Regions from separate parts of the Mus musculus genome. Here region 1 is linked to region 2. Evidence: chromatin contacts called from public HiChIP or PLAC-seq data. All regions are on one chromosome and are shown on one strand. Each heading gives the region's core, a stretch centred on a gene start, on an enhancer-like site or on the middle of the called end of the contact. The rest is flanking DNA. Distances are from core to core; before and after follow the strand shown.

What was found. HiChIP or PLAC-seq counts read pairs in DNA pulled down with a chosen protein or histone mark.
Region 1: an H3K4me3 HiChIP or PLAC-seq map of the 230-238 cell line shows a contact between it and region 2, with 16 read pairs. The contact joins the enhancer-like site here to the promoter of Zfp940 in region 2. A contact is called at or near these places in 10 of 39 promoter capture datasets (the C10 cell line, Sertoli cells, embryonic stem cells and 4 more), 1 of 15 datasets of contacts at CTCF or cohesin (pro-B cells), 21 of 484 Hi-C or Micro-C datasets (embryonic stem cells, induced pluripotent stem cells, morula and 3 more), 10 of 115 datasets of contacts at active chromatin or transcription factors (the 230-238 cell line, bone marrow-derived macrophages and embryonic stem cells) and 3 of 9 other capture datasets (adipose tissue, liver and pancreatic islet).

What each region holds. Positions count from the first base shown.
Region 1 is chr7:29,937,707-29,943,088 of GRCm38.p6, forward strand. It overlaps Zfp74 (zinc finger protein 74), which reads right to left. Exons shown (of 6, transcript NM_178384.4): 4 at 236-362. Among named protein-coding and RNA genes, the nearest start is that of C230062I16Rik, 12 kb to the right of the region's middle. Within about 2 kb of position 1,370, at least 18 of the 459 cell types and tissues checked have an H3K27ac peak or open chromatin away from gene starts, as enhancers often do. A contact at or near this core is called in the 230-238 cell line and pro-B cells, where this site is marked.
Region 2 is chr7:29,849,760-29,855,214 of GRCm38.p6, forward strand. It overlaps Zfp940 (zinc finger protein 940), which reads right to left and starts at 3,889. Exons shown (of 5, transcript NM_173738.2): 1 at 3,738-3,889; 2 at 1,183-1,258. The coding sequence starts at 1,191.

The DNA.
Region 1 (5,382 bases), core at 120-2,619, 85 kb after region 2:
GGGAGGGGATGACATTGGTTTGGGTATACACACGAGTGACAAAAACAACCCTGGATTCTGAGTTGGGCCTGGGAGAGCCAGGTGTACTAACTTCTGAGAATGTTGTACCCTGGAATGCCACCAAAGATTTTCCTTCGAAAGCTGGGGCAGGGACAGCAACATCTCAAGGCACCTCAAGGCAAGGCTCATCAACATTAACAATTGCATCTGTTTTAGAAAAGGTACATTATCTTACCTACTGTGATTAAGTTGTTGTAGTTTTCTAGCATCACATTCCTATATAGGTTCCGCTGAGTAGGATCCAGTTGCTTCCATTCTTCTTGGGTAAAATCAATGGCCACGTCTTTGAACGTCACTAGTCCCTGTAACAATACGCATCACTCAAACTGAAGTTATCCATTCTAGTGGTGTAGGAAAAACATAACAAGCCTTGTTCAGATATAATTCAGAAAGATGACATTACAAAAAGCACTGCCCATTTTCTAAACAAAATGAAGCAAACGTCATATTAGCAATATAGTCAGTTTATACTCAGTTACTAGAAAACAGAGCCAGTGGTATGTATATATAGTAGAATTTTGTTCAGCTATAAAGAAAAATGACACCCAATAAACAAGCATACCTGGGAGACTTCAGCCTTGCCTGTTTCCCCAGCGAGCACAGAGTGCTAGGGAGGTTTTGGCCTCCCCTGTTGTCATGGTGAATTCAGCATGTTGGGAAGCTTCAATCCTGCCCATCACACTGGTAATCACAGTGCCTAAGATGCTACTGTCCCGAACCTTCCTTAAGTGAAGTCAGCACACCTACCCAGACTCTAAATACACGCACACACATACACTCATACATACACAGTCACACATAGACACATACACACACACACACTCACATACATAGACACACATACACACACAGACAGACACACACACACTACACAGACAGACAGACACACACACACACACACACACACACACACAGTCCTACCAGGTGATAATAACCCAGTACCCTTTCACAGTGAAGACTGTAAAGAGACTGCTAACCCAGAAATGCCCACTCTGAAACAATAAAGGGAAGGTAGGTAGGAAATAGATTCAACCAACCATCTAGTTCCAGATATGCAAGTCTCAACACAATACTCAAGTTAACAAGAAAACCCAAGGCAACCTAAATCCCCCAAAGATCATTATTACTCTACAGTAGTGGTATCCAGTGAAAATAAACAGATGAAACCACCTCCAAAATAGCTTAAGAGGATTTGTGTGTTCAAAGAACTCAAAGAATAAAACAGATGCCTGAAAATATCCCAAGAGACCACACACGCAGCTGAATGCAATAAGGACGGAGACACAGGACATGAAAGAGGAACTCAGTGTGACAGAAGTACTGAAGAAGAGCCACAGCGAAACACTAGAAATGGAAAGCGTATCAGACTTCTGTGGACAGTGTCACCAACAGAATTGATCAGAAGGGAGCCATAATAATAGATGCAAACGAAATTCAGAAAGCCACTGCACATTCCTTAACAGCACAGCGTTCAAATGGAAACTCTTGAAAACAGGGATGAATTTTCACATGCAAAATTAAATTAACAATGAAATAATTTTAAAAGATCGAAAAAAGCAGTGATATTGATGTGGTAATGAAATTCCCGTCTCACTATGGACACAAATCACTCTTAGGGGTACTCTGAGTGCCCCACAGTAGATGGACAACAGAAAACCAACTCAACAGCATCTCTGGAGGGCCTGTGTCTCATAATGTTTGTGCCACAGGTTTTTGTTTTTGTTTTTTTTTCTTGAGACAGGGTTTCTCTGTGTAGCCCTGGCCTTGGCCTTCCTAGAACTTAACTTGTAGCCTTGAACTCAGGGATGAACCCACCTCTGCATCTGCTGGGATTAATTTTATTTTTATTTTATTTATATACTTTTCTCTCTTTTTACCCTTCATTTCCTTGGGTATATGTTATGTTTTCCACTTTAGCATTTCTGTGAGGTTCATGAGTGTGTGAGCGAGTATTTCCTCTGAGTCTGTATCAATTTTGTGCCTTTGACAGAGCTCTTTTCCTCCTGTCTGTTTTGTCTACTCTGATGTGTTAGTGTTTGCTTTACCTGATTATGTCATATCACACTTTATTATAATCCTGTAGACTCTTGTTTGCATTCTCATGAGACAGAGAGGGATGGATCAGGACGGGAGGGAGGGAGGCTGCCGTAAAACTCACAGGATCCCCTCCCTCTGCCTCCAGAGTGTTGCTGCATGTGAAGGTATGAGCAAGCCACCATGCCTTGCAAGAATATGAATTTTTATGCATAATTTTTCATCATTTGGGAATTTTCACATCATGTACCCCAACACACTCACTTCTCAGTCCTCCAAGGTCTGTGCCCCCGCATTGTGACCTTCCCCCAAATAAAATTTTAAAAATAGTCCATTTTGTGTTACCCAGATGCTCACTGGAGCACAGTCAAACTCCAAGTGGCCAGCTTCATAAAGAAAACAGAGTCCTTCTCTACCCGTACCCCACCAGAAGCCTGCAGTTGTAGAGAGCTGCACCCCAGAATTCTTATCAAATTTTTAAAAAGCTCCATTGATGATTTTCCTTGTAGGCTGTTCCTTTGGGGGTGTGGGGGGAGGTGGGGTACGCTGTCACAGAATCCTTCTATTCCATGTTCCTATCTCTCAGCTGTATATGTGCCACCATTGCTACCACTGCAAAGTCGCTCCGTTGCCCTTTAGAGTCAGTGCGAGCACAGACCATGGTCTTCCATGTGGTTTCTGGTGACAGCACCCGGCCTCCGGCATCAGCATGGTTTCCAATGGCAGTGCAGACCCCAGACATGGCCCTCGGCCACAGCACAGGCCAGGACACCATCACACCTCCACACCCCTCAGTGTTAGCATAGGCCAAGGACAGCAACACGGGCTCAGGCGACAACACAAGGCACTCACATCACCATGGCCCCTGGCAGTAGCACCATCCATACACATCAACATGAATTCAGACGACAGCACAGGCCACATGCTTCCAAATGGCCTTCAGTGGTAACATGGACCATGGACATCAATAAGGCCTCCCAGCTGCAGTAGGACCACGGACCTTCACATGAACTTCAGTGGCAGCATGAACCACGACATCAATATGGCATCAGGCAGCCACACAAACCCTGGACATTCGAATGGCCTTCAGCGGTAACTCAGGATACAGATACTAACATGGCCCCTGGCTGCTGTAGGACCCAGGACATCCACATGAACCTTGGGCTTCAACACAGCCTGGGGCAGTGGACCAGAGATACCACTGTGGCCTCTAGGGGAAGCAGGGACCATAGAGATCTTCCGAGGAGGCCCAATTCAGAAAACATTTCTCATCTCGAACATCCTGTTGTTCAGAGCCCGGGCGCAGCATGTTTGAGGCTGAGTCTGCGCAAGCTTCAGGCTGCCGCCCAACACCATTAGCCACGTTCCCTGTCCACAGCAGCCATCTCTCACATCTGTCATCAGGGTCTCTACCTCTGCCTCTCTCCACTGCTCAATCACTGCACCACTCCTCCATCTCCCCCTCTCTACTTCATATAAATAACATCGGAAACTGCAGTGCGTCACAGTTTGTTTTTTGCCCAAACAGATTTACATGCGAATACTCATTGTAACGGGTCATCTGTCATCAAAAATATTGGGCCCTTGCCCAGACTTGTCTCTGATAACCAGAGTCAGGGTGATAATGTGGCTAGGCAGGATGCCCCAGGGGCAGTTTCTGTGCACGCTCCTAGCTGCTGCATACCTCCCTGCCCTCAGTGTCTGCCAGTTGGGGGTTCACCAGGCGTGACCTGTGAGCAGCACCCCTTCCCTACGCTTTCACTCTCCCAGCAGTGCAAGCAGCACAGGCTGCAGCCACAGCGGCTCCATGCTGGAGGGTTTAGGACTAGCCCTATACAGCAATAACATGTTTCTGAGGGAGCTCCAGGATGCTGCCTACCACCCTGTCCTTGTTTCCTGCAGCCCCACGGCTCACCGGGCACAACTGTTAAGTTTGTAGGATGTAGGCCAGCCAGGCCGCCGTACTGCCTCATCGGTACTGGCAGCCCCGTGGTGCATCAGGCACAGCCTTTGTGCTTGCAGCTTGCTGGCTGAGATGCAGTGGCAAAGGGTAGTCATCATTCTCTGCCATGTGTAGATATGTTCCACCATCTTTCCAATTTCTTACTTTTCCATTAATTAACTTATTTATTCACTTTACACCCCTATCCCTGTTCCCCACCCCATCATCTTTCCAATTTCATGAGTCCACTTTTCAGAAGCATCCTCCCATAAGACTTGTCTCCTCCCACCCCACCCCCATACTTGTTCCAGAGCTGCTTCGGGCTCTGCGGACTCCCTTTCTGCCGCCGCATCACCCTTCAGAGCCTCCCTGCGTCTCTCATGCTCCATAGAGCTCCCCTAGCTGAACTGCTGAATTCTCATGCATTTTGGAAACCCATAATGCAAGCATTAAGCCAAATCCACCACAACGAAGTTTGACTCTGCAGAGGTGTTAGAAGCCGAACAGTGAGCTGTGTGAGGCGGTGTACGGCTGTAGTCCTGGAAGGAGCAGTTCAACATAGTCCTTAGCTACATGCCCAGCACGGGAGATGGTTCTGGCTGGCAAATAAAGTTGCTGGTGGCCAATGGGTGGGCAAGGAGACAGAGGTGGGACTTCAGGATGTGCAGACAAGGGACCAGGGAAGTAGGAGACCTGCATGCCATGCCAGGGAAGTAGAAGGATTAGGCCTTAGAAGTGCAGGACAGAGAGACAGCCAACGTGTAAGAGTCGGGGATCATGGTCCAGGAGGGTGCAGGCTGGGGCAGCCAGGCTGGAATGTAGGTTTTAGTAAGTAATAATTCAGGAGCATGGGAAGGGAGAGTGTGCTAGCCATGTGAAGGTTTGGGAGTGGCCCTGCCACTTAGCTGCTTAGGGCATATTAAATATAAGGCTGTGTGAGTGTATGAGAGAGAGAGAGAGAGAGAGAGTGTGTGTGTATGTCTTTCATTTGAGAATCTACAACATTGGGGAAGTAGAGAGGAACTCACAGCCACTGCTGGGGAGGTTAGAGCTGTTTAATCAACTATGGCTACAGACTTCATGTGAATGGGTCCATTGGAGTGTAATGTAGTCTCCTGATTCTTTCACTGTGTTGATGGGATTCCTGCTGTGAGTAGCAGTGCTCTCCTGACTGCAGCACTTGACTTTTTAGAGACACTCCCTTACTGCAGTGCTTGACCATTTAGAGACAGTCCCTGAGTGCTGTGACACGCTCCACCATTGGCAGCTCTGGATTGTGTTTACTGTGCTGCGGATGTTCATTTGTACTCCTTCTGATTCTCCTTCTAAATAGCTTCTACTTAGAC
Region 2 (5,455 bases), core at 2,639-5,138:
TTTGTTTGGTTTTGTTTCATTTTTTTCAAAACATAGTTTCTCTGTGTAGCCCTGGTTGTCCTGGAATTCAGTCTGTAGACCAGGCTGGCCACGGACTTGGAGATCCTCCTTCCTCTGCCTCCCAGGTGCTGGGATCAAAGGCCCTCGCCACCACTGTCCAGCTCCATCTTGTATCCTTGCTGAGGCTCTTTATTTCAGGTTTAGCTAGAACTTAATCTCCTTGTGAAGAAACCCATGGAAATTACTAAACTCTATTTAGGAACCCAAGGTCAAAGGTCAAAATGCCCTAGCTAACTTATCCACATAAAGATTTCTCCAGCTAATTGTTTAACTTAGTAAAGTAAGATGCCCCACTCCCCAACCCCACCCCCACCCCGCAGCTGCTGAGTGAGACACTGGGACATGGTCTCTGCCTTCAAAACCCCTGTGCTCTAGACACTTGGTGCTACACTTAGGTCTGGAATAAATACTTCCAATTGGCAAAATTAAATTAAATTAAATTAATTATAATAATTCCTTAAGAAATCCACTCCTTAATACTTCATACTGAGTACCTTCCAATCAGCACATGTTCCACATGTCAATAATAGCCTAATAATAATAATAACAATAGCCACACTTCACTGTCTCTGAACCAGCTTTAATTGTCAAAAGGCTCATGACAGAGATGTGACTTACAGAGTTGAGCAAAGCCTTTTCTGATAAGCCTTCTTTACAATACAGATATCGTTCTTTCTGTGTTCTTGCTTATTCTTCATGTTACAGACAGATAAATGTAACATCTTAATCCCTATGCATTCAATGTCCCATAATTTCTACCAAAGGCATCACCAAGTGCCACACCAAAGTGAATTCCAACCAGTGGCACATCCCATCTTGACTAATTAAATATTCGATTCTATGAACTCAATAAAAACATGCTCATTCTCTATTCCCCTTTAGCCACACAATTCTACCTTATAAAGCCATGGTTTGGGAAGGAAGCTCTAGTACTCCCTGTACAGAAATGACTTTCCCCTCCTTTGGTGCTTTGTCAGATGGTTAGAACACCAAAGCAATGGCCGCCAGCTGTAGAGTGCTTCACAACCATCCCTTACCAGTTGGAAGAAACTCAGAGAAGCAGTTTAAGGACAAGTAATAATAGATATTTACATGTTAGCTTGGCAGACAACTCCAACTTACTTGGGCCATGGCTTAAAACTTGAGTTGAGTAGTTCTCTTCTGGGTTCCACGATCAACCAAGTAGAGCCCGAGAAAGCTAGAGGGAAAGAACCATGAAAGGTTAAGGCTTCTTTGAAGTTTGTCTCAGTTGCTGTTCTACTTCTGTGAATGGACACCATGACCAAGAAAGACCAAGGCAACTCTTTTAAAAGAAGTATTTAACTGGGGCCTTACTTCAGTTTTAGAGGGTTAGTCCACGATCATGATGGCAGGAAGCAGGCAGGCATGGTGCTGGAGCACTAGTTGAGAGCTTTACATCCTAACCCACAGGCAGTAGGCAGCAGGCAAAGAGACAGACAGACACTGGGACCGGTATGGGCTTCTGAAACCTCAAAACCCATCCGCAGTGACACACCTATTCCAACAAGGCCACACCTCCTAATCCTTCCCAAATTGTTCTACTAACTGGGGACCAAACATTCAAACATATGAGCCTATGGGGGCCATTGTCATCCACACCTCCACGGAGCTTCCAAATGGAAATATGTGAAGGGCTGTTTCCTTCCTTGGAGAAAGAGCTTAGGGGCTCTGAGGGAATTCTACTCCCTTACAAAGCCAAAGTTGCTCAACTAAAGAGAGATAATTGGGATTAAATTAGTTATACCCAAACCACCACAAAGACCAGCGTATGAAATAGGATCACTCTGTCTTTCCGTAAATGTCCCCTCTAACTGCCCCATTCCTGAATTAGATACCCGATGGTCATCTCCCAGCTGAAAGCCCACTGCACCTGCCCAGGGCTCTCCCATGCACATCGATAACCAGTGCCTTCTATCCTCGTCATGGCCAACAACAGTCTGATACCTACAGAGTCCTTTTCATTCACAGCATACAACAGAAGGCACACCACACAACTCGACGCGTTTGAAGCCTAACTACGCCCTCACCAGACTCACCAGCTATTTACTGAGACAGCTGATGTGGTGGCGTAGCTTTTTGTAAACGTTTAATTTTTTTCTTTTATTTTTAATTACTTTGTTTGTGGGTTCTTGTTTTATCTGTCTCCTAACAATATCTTCTCTGTCTCAGCTTAGCTTCTCTAAGCTTAACTGCTACCTCAGTCTGCTAGCCCTGGAGCATGAGTAACAAACTGCAACCAACGGGGGGGGGGGGGGGGAAGGGTAGCGCAGGGAGGAAGGACCAAAAACCACCCACCTATGGGGCTTTAGCATTTACCCTCTGAAAAATTCCCAGAATTCCAAACAGCACACAATTACAGAATCTGTCTCCAACTGGTAAAACCATTCCTCTGCTCGAGCATGAGGCAAATCAGCATATCCCCACAGCTGGGATTAAAATGAAAGCATATTCTTATATTTCTGTGTTTTTTGAGAACCCAAACTTCCAGAATTCTCACTACAGGGTTTGTCTGTGTAGCCCTGGCTGTCCTGAAACTCACTCTCTAGATCAGGCTGGCCTCGAACTCAGAAATCTGCCTGCCTCTGCCTCTCAAGTGCTGGGATTAAAGGTCTGCTGCTGCTCCTCCTCCTCCTCTTCCTCCTCCTCCACAGCCATCTCCAAGCCAGAACCTTCTTTACGTTTCTTCTACCTACTCTCATCTCTTCTTGTTTATGTTAGATTAGGAATGTGGCCAACTATCTGTAAAAAAACAGTTGAGGCCCTAAATTTTAACTCAAGTACCATCTCAAAACTGAACACCTTGAATTCTAGTAATGGGGAGGTGGAAGAAGGCATAGTTCTGTGCTTTCGGGGCCAGCCTGGTCTACTTAGTGAATTCCAGGAAAGCCAGGGGTACATAGTGAGAGCCTGTCTCAAAATGGAGGAGGAGGAGCGGGGGGGGGGGGGGGGGACAAAGAAGAAAGAAAAAGAAAGAAATCTAAACTAACTGTATCTACCAGTACCAACACCTCCAGCGTGATGGATATACACGAAAGGGTCCCCTTCCACTTCCCTCTTTCCCCATCCTCAAAGGCACACATTCCTTCCCAGAAAGGTAAGACCCTCCCTGCTTCCTACCCTGCTGCCTACAACCCTTGAAAGCAAAACAGACTGTTTACAGGTGTTTCTATGATCTGCACAGCAACCTTCCGCACGAAACCTCTCCTTTCTTCAAGCCCCCGCCATGCCATCTTTCTGGAGTTGAGATCGCCTCTACTCACTGAAGCAAAAGGACAATAATCGGCCGTGAACCCAAGACTTTTCAGGTATTAATCACGATTTGAGGTGGAAATGAGATTTAGAGGGTTCAGACTGTCCCCACTCCCTGCCACCCAGGTGATCCACATTCAGGGGTCATCACATGCACAAATCAAACACGCTACAGTGTTAACCTCACCTTCATTAGGCTACCCAGCACTTTGGTGCCTCCCCATTAATCCATCTGTCTTATCCGCGCCTAGTTTCTCTCAATTCACTTCCCTTCCACACACCAGGTCTCATCAGGGTATCACACACTAGGATTTTCCATTGCTCACTGGTACCCACGGGACTAGGCAGGCGGCTTCCTCTCATCAGACTGCCCAGGGATGGTTTGGTCTCAAACACTCAGGTCTTACATTGGGATTCTCTTTGGGGTTCGGGAACGCTCCACGCTCCTCAGTTGTCCTCCTCCACAGCTTCGTGCGCTCCCAGCCAGCAAGCAGGCATGCAGACGGCTTCTAACTGGCTTCCTGGTGTGTCTGATAAAGCAAGCCTAGGGTCCACCGCGAGACCCGGCGCTGGCCAAGTCTTGAACTACATTTCCCAGGAGTCCATGCGACTCTTACGTCACCAGAGGGGACGCGGTAGCCAACCTAGACTGGGTTGTGTGAAAGAACACTTGCCAATGAAGGATTTGCTGGCAAGGTGAGGACTAGCAGGCAGAGTGAACGTTTCATTCTTCCATGTCCTTATATACGCTTCCAGAAAAAAAACATGGCCCAGTTTAAAACTGAATTAAAGTTCTGGACTAAAGATGTGTCTTCCTTATTCAAAAATCCAGATTCACAGTAGATCTTCCCACTTCAAAATGAGCAGAAAGCCCTCAGAGGTGTGCCCTCTATTTTGGGAGTTTTAGTTAAGTCCGGATGTAATCAAGTTGACAACCAAGAATTATCGACTCTATTAATTGCATTGTACGAAGGAAAAGTTGTTCTCCAAAATAATGATAATAAACTTTATAAAAAGAAAACAAAAATTGTCTTCTAAAACATAAGGTACAGATTGGTTAGATATTAAGCAATAATTAGTTATTTAACATGAATAAAATATAACTTACCATCCAATAATCAAAAACAATAATAAGATAGAGTTATTAAATAAATGTTATTGAGGATCAGGAGAGAGAGGATTTGCTATATTTAGATTTTCATTAAACAAGATAAAGTAGGATGTGCAATATCAATATCAAATGGTATGCATGTGATTGGACCCAAACATATCCTGAAGGAACAATCAAGTTACATGAGGAAGTTGCCCAAATGCCTATGGTTTCTACTCTTACAATGCCATCTCCTGCCAAGCATGCACCTATAGCCTCACAGTGTGTCGCCTGTGCTCTGTTGACTAAAGAAGAGATGACTAGGGCCTGGTTTACTGATGGTTCTGTACATTACGCATACGACACACAGAAGTGGACAGCTGCAGCATTACAACCCTTTTCTGGGACAACCCTGAAAGACTACTGAAGGGAAATCTTCACAGTGGGCAGAGCTTCTGGTGGTCACACATTTTGTTTAGAAGGAGAAATGACCAGAATTGGGTTTGCTCACTGATTCATGGACGATAGTCAACGGATTGGCTGGATGGTCAAGGACTTGAAAAAAAAACGTAATTGGAAAATTGGTGAGAAAGACATCTGGGGAGGAAGTACGTGGATATATCTCTCTAAATGTTCAAAAGATGGGAAATGTTTGTGTCGAAGATGTTTGTGTGTCATATAAATGATCGTCAAGAGGTGACTTCAGGGGCTGGAGACATGGCTCAGTCATTAAGAGCACTGACTGCTCTTCCAGAAGTCCTGAGTTCAAATCCCAGCAACCACATGGTGGCTCACAACCATCTGTAATGAGATCTGATGCCCTCTTTTGGCATGTTTGAAGACAGCTACAGTGTACTTACATGTAATAAATAAATAAATCTTAAAAAAAAAAAAGAGGTGACTTCAGCCAAGGAGTTCAATAATCAAGTAGATAAGATGACCCATTCTATGAATAGTCAGCCTCTTTCCCCAACCATTCCTGTCATTCCCCAATGGGCACATGAATAAAGTGGCCATGGTAGCGGAGATGCTTTG